Regions from separate parts of the Lactuca sativa genome. Here region 1 is linked to region 2. The links are chromatin contacts, called in public Hi-C maps. All regions are on one chromosome and are shown on one strand. Each heading gives the region's core, a stretch centred on a gene start, on an enhancer-like site or on the middle of the called end of the contact. The rest is flanking DNA. Distances are from core to core; before and after follow the strand shown. Region 1 holds the start of LOC111914813 (exocyst complex component SEC6). Region 2 holds the start of LOC111882878.

Region 1 (5,939 bases), core at 48-2,547, 290 kb after region 2:
TGAAATAAATGAAAGGAAAAGAAAAAAGTATGTGAGAGATAGTATACACAATAACAATTGAACATAAGACTAATTTGCTGAAGCATAAATCTTTAGCAACCAGTAAAATTACATTTGTATTTGACTGAAAGTAAAAAATAAAAGGTGAGTTTGATGCACTTTCTTTCTTCAAGTGATGAGTATAAATATTGGAAATTTACAGAAGAAAGCATTCAAATGAACCTGTTGGCGTGCAATGTAATCTGCCTTGATTGAAGAAATGGACAGCAGAAGTTCAGGAAGTGGCAAGAGCTTTGCAACCTCCCGAACTGCAGATTCCTTAGCTTCGATTCCTAGATCTTCGACCATCATCTTGCCTGTAATGATAAAGACATGGATCACTTCAGCATGTCTGTGTGAATTTAGGGCACATTTTGTACAAGGGAAATGGAATTGCAGCAGAGAATGGATATGTAGAGAAAGAGAATTGATTCACTGTTTGGGTACAACACAGACGAAAATTCAAGTGCAATCGATTCTAAAAAAACAAAATTCTTATTTGGATGCCAAAATCCACGAGTAAATAAAGAATGGAGCTTAATCGATGAGTTTTACTAACCTTAATCAGAGTGTATGCCAAAATCGCCTGTCGTGAACCAGAAATTGGTCTGCGTAGAAGCAGTAATCGCCAAAGACGGTGAGTATGAAGCAAAAATCGTTGATGGATCTCGAGGTGAGAGGAACAAGTTTCGCCGAGAGAGATGGAAGCAAGGTTCGAACGCAGAGCTTTTGTGAACGGATAGAGACGCTGCCTTCGAAAAACTAATGTCTTAAAAAAAAGGAAAATTCTAGAGATCTCTAGCGTACCCGATAAACTGGATCACGAAAGAAAGATAATCGTCTGTATTTTCTCTTGAATCCGGCAAAATTAAAGTTCATCAGATCCCTCTACAGTGTCTGATAAATTTACATTTACAGAGATTTAAAATCCGATTTTATTTTCAAAATTGGGGGACAATTGTAGTAGAGATTGCAATCGTTGGAGATTACCGATAACGACGAACTTACTTTTCGGAGGTGCATAAATATGAATTGCTACAGGATGTGATATTGAGACAGTGGTGGCGCCTCCTACGATGGTTGTGGCTGATGAGTTATACCGGCGACGAAGAAATTTCAGCTGCGTGTGCCGTGTGCGGTGGTCTGCGAATGTTCCAGACCGGCTGAAAGAAGCGAACGTAATAGCTGTCGTTCTTGTTGAGTTTTGACCGAGTTGATCACAACTAAACTCCCTTTTCGTCCGTTTTTACTTTTGTTTTCAATTTTCTAATTTTGTAACAAGCAATTTTACAAGGTAGAAAACAATATTCATCTTACATATGATGCGAATATGATGTGATAAAATATACAATCTATAATAGCGAAGTATTTATATTTTTGTGATTGATAGAAACTATCATTACATAATAACAGTATTTTTGTATTCCTTATTAATCATAGCATCGTATAAGAGCGGTGGAATAGTCCCGAGCATTGTTTGGATTAAATCGATAACTCATATTCTCAATACATAACAGATAATGTAGGAAGCTCCTCGGGACCTGAACTGCACCAAATAAAATGAGGAGGCGTGATGTCCCCCCCCCCCCCTGAATACCTAAAAGACGATCATCTTACCTTACTACACTGACAAACGCCCAAATAAAATGAGGAGGCATGATGTCCCCTCCCCTGAATACCCAAAAGACGACCATCTTACCTTACTACACTGACAAAAGGTGAGTCAGACACAACTTTCATATAGACATCCACCAACGACTATAAATACCAAGGTTGTAAAAAAACGTTCAACGTTAGCTAGTCAGTGGACTGAAGTTAAGGGATTAATCAGTTAGACGGAGATTAATCTGTGACCATAAATTGTTAATTCGTTAAATTTTTTTAAAAAATATATATATGTGACTAATATCACAACAAATATCATTAATATCATAATAAATGTAACACCTAGTTTCCGGAACGGATCGATTTAGGGCTTCAAGAAGTCAAATGCATGGTTTTTGGGTGGAACCAGGCGTCAGGACGTGACCATAGAGAAGTCACGACGTGACAAGTGATTAAATGAAAAATGTTGATTTAACTGAGCTCACGACATGGGATGCGCTGCAGCCCAAGCCCATGGTCTTTTAGGGTTTCCTTCATATTTAAACCTCGCAAACCTCATTTTAGGGTTCATTTGCAGCCTCCTTCATCCTCGAGCACATAAAAACCCTAATCCTAGCTTCTCCTTGTGATTCTTGAGCTTTTGGTGGTGTTTTGGTGGCTTGAAGAAGAAGAGATCACCACTGGAGCATAGATCCAGGTTGGAAGCTTCATTTGCATCTTCTAGCAACCTCTTTGGACCATTTGTGGGTAACCAAGATTCAAGCTTTAGGATTCATTGTTGCTAGATCTAAGGTTGTATGCATAATTATCCATGATTATAAGAGTTAGAGTGTGGGGACTCCATAAAGTTAGCAACTTTATGGGTCATTCGAGTCCCTTGGTGATTATATGTGATGGATCTGAAGTTTTGGTGATGTTTGAGCTCATACTTGAGTTTTGACCTTTTTTTCTTCATGAATGCCCTAATCTAAGCTCAAGTCTTGCATTGGACATGCAAGACCTTAAAGCATTGGTTTTATGGTCTTTCGGGCGTTAATAAGCCTTTTAGAGAAGATGGATTAGTAGCTTAATGGAATAAGGAGCTTATACATCAAAAATGTCATTCAGATAGATCTCACGACGTGAGGATATGTCTGTTACGTCATGAGGATCAAGGGGTCTCAATTATTTTTGTCCTTTAGTAGCTGACGATGTGAGCATTAGATATTTAGATGGTCACATTGTGAGGGGTAGTTGACAGTTAACTTTCGTTGACCATTGACTTTTTGACCATTTTGACTTTGGGTCAAACTTGAAGGATTTGGGTTGTTGATTAAGATTCGTTCATGTTTTGTTGCTAGAGGGCTCGTAGGAGCAAGCAATGCAGAAAGGGAAGTGTGTCACAGTGTTTTTGAGTTCTTCGTTTCAGTTGAGTTTTCCTCACTGTACCCGTGGGTCGAAGGCACCAATGTCGACCCACTAGTTTTGGTTATCATTTAGTAGAGGGATACCCTAGGGGCTACATTTAGCCACGTAGGATAGACTGAGAACTCTTGATCTAGGATTTCTTGCTTGTTCTTTATTTGGTTGTGGCTCTAGACTATGATCATTTGTTTGGGTGTCTGTCTCACATCTGGATAGATATGGCTATGCATTCCTTGGAGATTTGGTTATGTGTCCTTGTGTATAGGATGTTGTTGTGATGTAGTGGGTTGTTATATATATATATATATATATATATATATATATATATATATATATATATATATATATATATATATATATATCTTCGTGTGTTAGGATGCATCGGTAGTGGTATGTTGATTAGAGTACCAATAGGCTGGTTATCACCTAGTGGAATGTTATAGGGGTTGTATGTAGCCATGTAGGATAGCCTGAGAACTCTTGATCTAGGCTTTCTTACATGTTACTTGTTTGGTTGTGGTTTTAGAGTAGGATCATCTGTTCGGGTGGCTATCTCACATTGTTTCCTTATAGTTATGCATTCCATGGATAGTTGTCGGTAGTAGAGCAGTGTGTTGTGGAGGATCTAGTAGGAAGTAGTGAGTTGTATGATTGTTAGTTGCCTGTATTTATGTGCATACTTGATCTCTTGTTTGTTTATATGTCGACATATTGTAACGATTGAGATTGAGGCGGTCTTGTCATGTGTTGTAGGCCAAGAGACTAGGTGCGGATCGGTTGTGAGTCGTAGGCATGTAGGCTTAGGAAGAGCCGTTGGGTTGAGGCAATACTGTTATGTGTGATATCCAACAAACCTGGGAGCAATCCAAACATAAGTTGTAGGCTCGGGAGCAATCCAGACTTGTGATGTGGGCTCGGGAGCAATCCATACATAAGTTATGGGCCGGAGGGGCAATCCAGACTTATGTTGTGGGCTAAGGGGTAATCCGGTCCGATGATTGTGGACAGAGTATGCATGATTGTATATGTTCTGTTGTGTGCGGTATTTTGGGGAAACTCACTAAGCTTTATGTTTACCCAATTGTTATTGTTTTTAGGTATCATCGATTACCGTGGGAAGGCGAAGGCGTGACTGTATACATTCATCAGCAGCAATGAAGATTTCGCGATATTATATTACTCTGATATTAACAAATACAATTTGGAACAAATGGTTTTCTTAACACAGATTATATAATGTGGAATTTTACCTTAATAAAATGAAAAATTTTTGTTGTGAAAATGGAACGTTACAAGTTGATATAGAAGTCCTGGTTTGAGGAATTTGGAGGAACACTTGTGTGAATCCAAACTCAAACTAGGATCGGATAATTTTCACAAAACATTTTTGAAAAAGAAATCTATAATAAAAGGGTTGAGTCATGGACATGGGCTCGATCCCTTGTCTTGTTCTTGTTTGATTGTTGGCTTAGGATCGAGAACGTGGACCTTTGACTTAGCCTTGTTTTACAGGGAGATGTAGTGTGTACAGTTATTCGGAGCCCGAACAAGAGAGTGGTTCCTAAAATAACCATACATGTTATTATTGGATTAGGTGTCTAAGCTCATAACTATAATTTGTATGTACTTGACCTGAGAGTAGTATGGTCCATTTGGGTTGCCTTCACCAGAGCAATTTGATAGGATGAACTTTTGAGAAGAGGTTATTTGTGGTTTATTAATATATTACAAGTATAATATATTAATGTGAAATCATGTTATTTAATTAGTATTAATCAAGGATTAATTTGGAATTAATTTAGTGATCAAAAGAGACTAATTAAATTAACGGGGACTGATTATGTAAATCAGTGATATATATTGTTTGGGCTATTGATCCATGATATGCTAAGTTTATGTAAGTATCCATGAAGAGTTAGCCCACACGAAATATGGATCATAACCAAGTGTACGGATTAGGGTTTACCCATGACCCTTGGATTCCTACACTATATATATGACACCCCCTTTAGCCTAAAATTCGGTGAACATGTGTTCTTGGAGTTCCCATAATCGATTTTGAGTACATAGAATCTCTCTCTCAAAAGTCCTCCATTTGGTCATGGTGTTTGTGAACCATTTGAGGCATCACATTTGAGGTGCTAAGTTCTTAAAGGCCAAAACTACAAGCTACAACAAGAGGTAATTCTATAACTCATTTTTATGTTGTTTATGTCAATTGTATGTTAGTTGTAGGCTTAATGCTTTGGAAACAATATTGCATGCATAATTAGAGAAAACATAGATCCAAAGCATTTAGGGTTGTATGTGCACCATAGGATGTTGTAGTATACAAAAACCCAACAGTAGTATCAAATCCAAGGATTGTTTTCTATTATATTTGATGCTTGCTTATTTTTTTCAAAGCTGAAAAATTGTTCTGTCAGCATATACTCGACGAGTCCATGCTTGGACTCGAAGAGTCCATAGTTGGGCTCGACGAGTTGGATGATCAGACAACAGTTTTTCAGGATTTTTGGCCTGGATTGAATTAGGATCACTACCACAAACTGTTTTGCATCATAAAATTTGTTTTTCTGATATGGTAGTGATCATGCTCAACCAATCAAAAGATAATTGTCAAAATTTCAAGATTTGTATTAGTTTGTATGATATGCTAATTTCTTGTAAATTGTTTATATGAATTCTCTTGCCTTATATGAGTTAATTTAGATCATGAAAATTATATAATAATTTTGCTTGGAAAATTTGATCTTAAATGTTTTTAAAGTCCTCCATAACTTGTCCTCAAGTTATGGAACATGAAAAGTTTTTATAAAAGTCATATTAACTCATATTAACTCATAGTTGCCCTCAAGTTTTAGTATTTGAAAACTCTCAAATTAAGAAAC
Region 2 (6,310 bases), core at 2,159-4,658:
TTGACTATCGCCTTCGATTGGGTCTTGGGAAGCCGAAATCCATGCCTCTGCTAGCTTTTCTTCATCGTCTTTTGTCCATGGAACCCTTTCTTAGGTGGTGTTGGTTCGAGCCGTTTTTTTTCCTTTTTTCTTTTTAGGTTGAGGTGGTGGTGAAGGTTGAGTTTCCGAAATAAAATGCGGCGAATGAAGAGATTGTGATTGTTGTGGTTGGAATTGTTGTTGTTGGAGTTGTTGGAATTCTTGGAAAACTTGATATAGTTGAAGCTGTTGGAAGGCCCGGGAAAGCTTGATATTGTTGTTGGAAAAATGTTGTTTGTTGGATAGAGAAACCGATTTGAAGCAAATTGACAAAACCACTTTGAGGTGATTCCATGGTCGGGAATTGACGAGGGATTGTGTCTAACGCAAAAACGTTATCGGGTTTGAGATTTCTAAAGTTTTGACGAGTGTTTTGTTTGGGATCCATTTTGATTGATATGAAATTGTTGTTTGTGTATTGTGTATAGAGAAAGAAAAGAATGGTGTAAAAAATAAGTGTAAAAATATGTTACTTATAGGTAAAAAATAAAAGTTTAAAAGAAAAAATTGTTCTTTTCCTCTTTTCCCCTTCATCGTTCTCCATCGTCCTCCAGAGCACGAGACTCAACAATCACAACCGACCACAATAACCCGGGGTGATGTGCACGGACTGCTATCATAATTGATTTAGGAGCCAAATTTGAGAATATGCAGTTAAATGAGATATACCTTGAATAAAGAATGTACTGCTCTATTATTTCCTATGAAAAATGGTGTACAAGTTTCTGTAATAACCAAATTGCTACCTACTTACTTAATTCTAAAACTACAAAAATACCCCCCGCCACGTCATCACAACAGCAGCTTTAATCAATTATATGCTCCAAATTTCTTTTTTTTCTTTTTTTGTCATAATAATTATCAGAGCAGGCATCCACCATATTTCACCCAAGAAACACACACATCACAAATTCAGGGCTCAAGCTACAGCTTGGACGGGTGGTGCGTCTGATCTGAAATCCCGACCACCACCGCCACGTCCCCGGCCACCACCTCTTCCCCGCCAAAGACCACGCCCACGCCCTGCAAAAAACATATATTCATGTCTTAATGGGTTAAACACTTAATATCTTGAAATTTGTTTTGGGAATGTAAGGGTAAAATGGTCATTTGGTCTCGTTCAAACCAAATAGACATCATTAAAAACCAGGTATACAGTGGCCCACTAGGTAGCTGACATATAAATCCTAGAAAGATGGTTTTGAGAAGTTACCACGTCCGGGAGGAGGCATTTGCCCGGATCCACCATAATCATTATAACCACCGAATTCTTGTGGTGGAGCACCGCCACGATAACCACCACCACCACCACCACGTCCACGGTAACCGCCACGACCTCTTCCTCGTCCCCGCCCTCTTCCACCAAAACCACGCCCGTCATCCCATCCACCACCATATCCTTGCCCATCTTCCCACCCACCATCTCCATTGTACTCGATCCCTCCATTGTTATAATTTCCTACAAAAAAGTACAATTCTATAAAATATGTGGGAACAGAAAATGTGTAAATTTTTAAGAAAAATAAAATAAAAATTATAGATATGATTATTTACCTCTACCTCTACCCCTTCCACGACCACGGCCTCTTCCACGCATGTTAGGTGAGCCATCTAACGCATTATGATAAATAATTAAATATGCAAAAGTTTATGAATTTTCTAGTAGAAAATTTTACTTAACAAAATGAAATATGTTATGAAAATAAAAAGTTTACCTCCTTCATGATCGTATTCTACTAATGGTTTCACTAGATCAGCTGGAATAGGTTGTTGATACCTGCAGTTAGGGCAAAAATGGAATTTCAAAAAACCACCTTGTTGACCAAAATTCATGCAAGGCCTTGTTTCTTTTTTCCATGTAGTCTTTTTCTAGATAAATGTTCGTTGGAGCGTAAGGGTAAAATAGTCATTTAACCTCGATGATTCACTTATTAAAAAAAACAACTTTTATGTTATCCGGACAAACATTATTTACCCATTCAGCCACTCTATCTATATGGGAAAAAAAATCCTATTAACTGATTATGGCATTATTTTTCATCACTATTAAAAGAAATAAAATGAGAAGAAAGTCTAGGGAAGTTTACCCGATGGATGATGTGTCAAGCTCTTTTCTTGACAAGGTAATCGTAATCACTGACACGTGGCGGGTAGTTTCAAGACTAAGTTCAAGAAAAAAAAAAGTTATTTCCACGTCATTATAACATCAAGAAAAAAAATTTTAAAAAAAATGTTCTTACAGGAGGAGGCCTTCTTCTAGTGGTTCCCACATATCTGTTATATCGGCAGAACCAATAGATGTAATTTGATGGAGACCAGCAATCCTTCTCTGAAACAACAAGTTTTTTTAATCAGAAAAAAAAATAATAAAGACGATATATAGGTATGGAAAGAATAAAAAATTTTATATGAATCACTAACTAATTTTACCTTAATTAATTCAGCTATCATAACAGTTTTGTTAATAGCTCTGCCCATTGCCTTGAGAGAAATCTCATCAGCTCCTTTCTCCTGTAAGATCATATCAAGTTCATCGTAAAACAAAAACTCCAGACATATCGACAGATGAAAGGGCTAATCGCGTTGAAAAAGAGACATACTTTATGCTTATTTATGTTTAAACTATTACTTTCTATATGGAGATAGTTTAAATCGAGAAGCAGGCCCACTGAGACAAAACATCAAACACATGGTATGCATCTCAAAAACGAAATCCACCAGGAACAAACCCAATTTATCGATTGCAAAAATTATAACGAAAGAAGGCCCCATTCCAATAACATGAGAGATTCATCCCAAAATTAAGAACAAGAACAAAAAAAGAAAAGAAAAGGATGCGAAAATAAAGACCTGGACGAGAGTGATGGCATAAGTAATGTAGTTCCGCATCCTCCCCTGAGTGGTTATACGAATCTCATTCTCATTAATCGGCGCATCAGTCCTTGGCTTCTCTACCCTCTGATACCGATCCATATCTACACACACATGTCAATAATCCAGATAATAATGAACATCCCAAATCGATGCAACATAAACCCAGAAAAGCTAAACATAAACATAAAAAAAAACTGGGAAAAGATGTGTAAGAAAGAAGGAGTACAGCTGATTGATTGTTGAGTGATAAAAATGAGACCCTGAAAAGCAGCAGCTTCTGCTCTGAAAAGTTTTATTGTGATTTGGCAATAGGAGTGGATAGCTGCTGATAGTAGAGAAGAGAAGTAATAATGTTTGTCGTTAAAGAAAGAGAAAAGAGTAGGGTTTTGTAAGTGTGGCGGTCGTATCGCCAATCAGACCGCCGTATTTATCTGATCTTATATTTTTCGCCTTTGAATTTTTGATGTCTATAAATCTTGGTTTCAACCGATAAAATCGAAACGTAGGATTCAGATCGGACCACATGGGATTCAACTAACCTGGTTTAGAATATATATGTAGTTTTTTAGGTTTTAGCCGAAAGTTTGTGTAAAAATTGTTTGTTGTAAATAGTTATAATCATTTTTAAAATTACATAAAAATAGTAAAAGTTATAAACTGAAAAACGTATTAAATTCCCAAAAATTATTCTAAATAGTTTTTGAGTTATTAGCTTTTTGTTCTAAAATAAATATTATGCCCATACTTTTAAAGAGTTTTTTTTTCTCTAATACATGATATTCTTTTTAAAAACTAAAAGCTCCTAAATACGTCCCTTTGAGTTTTGGTTTTAAAATTCTTTAACTTTGTCTTTTTGTTTCATGTTCAATACCTTAGAAATTTATATTTCTAGTTCGGTTCAGCATAAAATTGGAACCGAAATATATTTCTCAACTTTGAAACAATTTAGTTTTAGGCTTTTAACTTTGAAATATATATATACATATTTATCAAACTTCAAAAAAATGTCAAAAATATAACTTTAACTTTGTGGTAAAATAATAAAACATAAACTTTGAATAAAAATATTGGGGTTGAAATGACATACATTTATTATTACATTGTGAACTTCCATTTTAACAATATCATGTCTTAATTATGCCTTAATCGCCTTTTAATTTCAAATATTACATAATTAGTTAATAATCAATAAGCATTAACTAATTTCATCCCAATTATTATTTGACATAATGTTGTCGTTTTAGACATATTTCATCATTTCAATAAGTGTGTTAATTAACACTATTAGTATTAACCACATGTCTGAAGACGTTAGAAACACATTCGTCATGTCCAATGAAAGAAACACATTCATTCCAAAAGGAACCACCATTTTTAGTTAAAACCTTATCGTCAAAATTACATCAGTCTATGATATAATCCCATTAAATTATACTAATCCCCACAATTCAATTACAACCTCAAAATATGCACAAAATTAACCACCATAATCATAATATAACCCTAACTTTGAAATCGCCTCATCTTGGACCCGATAATTCAACAGCATGCAAATTCTCAGTGGAATCAAGAATCCAATCGGAATTAGGATGTGGTGCTAAATCCATTTCCTGTCTTAAAACTTCCACTTTCTGCCATTCATCCCATCTTTCAGCCAATCCATCACCTTCCAGCATTCTCACCACATCAGACATCTTAGGCCTCTCCATTGGAGACCCTTGTGTACACAGCAATGCCACCTGTATCAGTTGCTCCACTTCCGAATCCACATAATTCGATTCCAAATCCGGATCCACAAGCATTTCCACTTTCCTCTCTTTCAACAGCCCTTTCACCTGAAATCAATCCACAACGGGAACGGAATCACAATCAACAACGGAATGGAATAGTAAATACTAAATACTAAATACTAAATACTTACCCAATCAAGTAACATGACATCATCATCATTAGCAAGGCGAGCAAGGTCAAACGCCCTTTGACCTGTAATCAACTCCAAAAGCATGATTCCGTATCCAAAAACATCGGTTTTTTCGGACGATTTGCCCGTGGATAAATACTCAGGGGCAATATGGCCAATTGTGCCACGTACAGCTGTCGTGACATGTGTATCTTTATAATCCATTAATTTAGCTAAACCAAAATCACCAACAACCGCTTCAAACTCTTCATCCAATAAAATATTTGCAGCTTTAACATCGCGATGAATTATCTTCGGGTCACAATGATCATGCAAATAAGAAAGTCCACGGGCCGATCCTAATGCGATCCGTTTTCGGGTTCCCCAATCCAAGGGTGGCTCGTTTGGAGGCCGCTCTACAAATAAATAAATCAGTTATAATTTATATACAAAAGTCATGTGGCAAAAGTCTGAAAACCATAAAGTGTAGGAGCAAACATGGCAATATACAAAAGTTTAAGGATCAAATATGCCAAATATATGAAAGTCTTATGGTCAATGTCTAAAACCCGAAAATTTTAGGGACCAAACCTGCCAATATACAAAAAGATTGTGTGATCAAAGTATGAAACCCAAAAAATTGTAGGACCAAACATGGCAATATAGAAAAGTTAAGGGAACAAATATGCCAATATATGAAAGTCAAAAATTCTAGGGACTAAACCTACCAATACACAAACATAATGTGTGATCAAAGTATGAAACACACAAATTGTAAGGGCTAAACCTGCCAATATACAAGTGTTCCCTTTTCACTTGATGCAGAAAGAATGACTTAATAGAAGAAAAAGTAAGGAATGATAAATAATAAATAAATAATAATAATAATAATACCTCTCAAACATGATGCGACACTTCCATTAGCCATGTAGGGGTAAACAAGTAATCTTTCAGTTGGAGTCATACAAAAGCCCCTTAATCTAAGGAGATTTCGGTGTACAGCCATACTAATCATCTCAACTTCTGTTTGAAACTGGAGCTCGCCACCTGGCGTCCTCTCCTCTTTCAATCTTTTTACAGCAACGAGGGACCCGTCTGCTAATCGCCCTTTGTACACTTTTCCAAATCCGCCCCTACCCAATATGTTCTTATTGCTGAAACTATCCGTTGCCACTTGTAATTCTCTTAAAGAAAATCTTTTAAGTTGTCCTAAATGAACCTCTGGATCTTCTTCAGCTGTACACTCATGTTTTCAACTCAATTAATTCAATATCTTTAAAAAAAAAAAAAAAAAAAAAAAAAAACTTTTTTTGTTAATGACTAACCAGGCACATCAAAGAAAAATTCTTGAGGCTTTCGACGTCGCCACCATGCAAATGCAATAGCAGGGGCGGCAAACAGCAGTGCCGCCCCAGCCGCCACCCCTCCCGCTATAGCTCCGGTGGCACTATTTCCACC

The links. A called contact is a pair of places that touch in the nucleus more often than the background predicts.
Region 1: a Hi-C map of seed shows a contact between it and region 2, with 8 times the contacts expected there. The contact joins the promoter of LOC111914813 here to the promoter of LOC111882878 in region 2. A contact is called at or near these places in 4 of 4 Hi-C or Micro-C datasets (bud, leaf and seed).

The regions. Positions count from the first base shown.
Region 1 is chr6:177,112,847-177,118,785 of Lsat_Salinas_v11, forward strand. LOC111914813 (exocyst complex component SEC6) reads right to left here and starts at 1,298. Exons shown (of 25, transcript XM_023910518.3): 1 at 1,048-1,298; 2 at 599-936; 3 at 223-356. The coding sequence starts at 351.
Region 2 is chr6:176,822,125-176,828,434 of Lsat_Salinas_v11, forward strand. LOC111882878 reads right to left here and starts at 3,409. Exons shown (of 9, transcript XM_023879246.3): 1 at 3,179-3,409; 2 at 2,929-3,053; 3 at 2,509-2,589; 4 at 2,319-2,407; 5 at 2,166-2,240; 6 at 1,794-1,855; 7 at 1,633-1,689; 8 at 1,292-1,555; 9 at 749-1,101. The coding sequence starts at 3,051. The coding sequence ends at 998. It overlaps LOC111882876 (somatic embryogenesis receptor kinase 1), which reads right to left. Exons shown (of 11, transcript XM_023879245.3): 8 at 6,178-6,309; 9 at 5,747-6,088; 10 at 4,874-5,268; 11 at 4,302-4,787. The coding sequence ends at 4,473.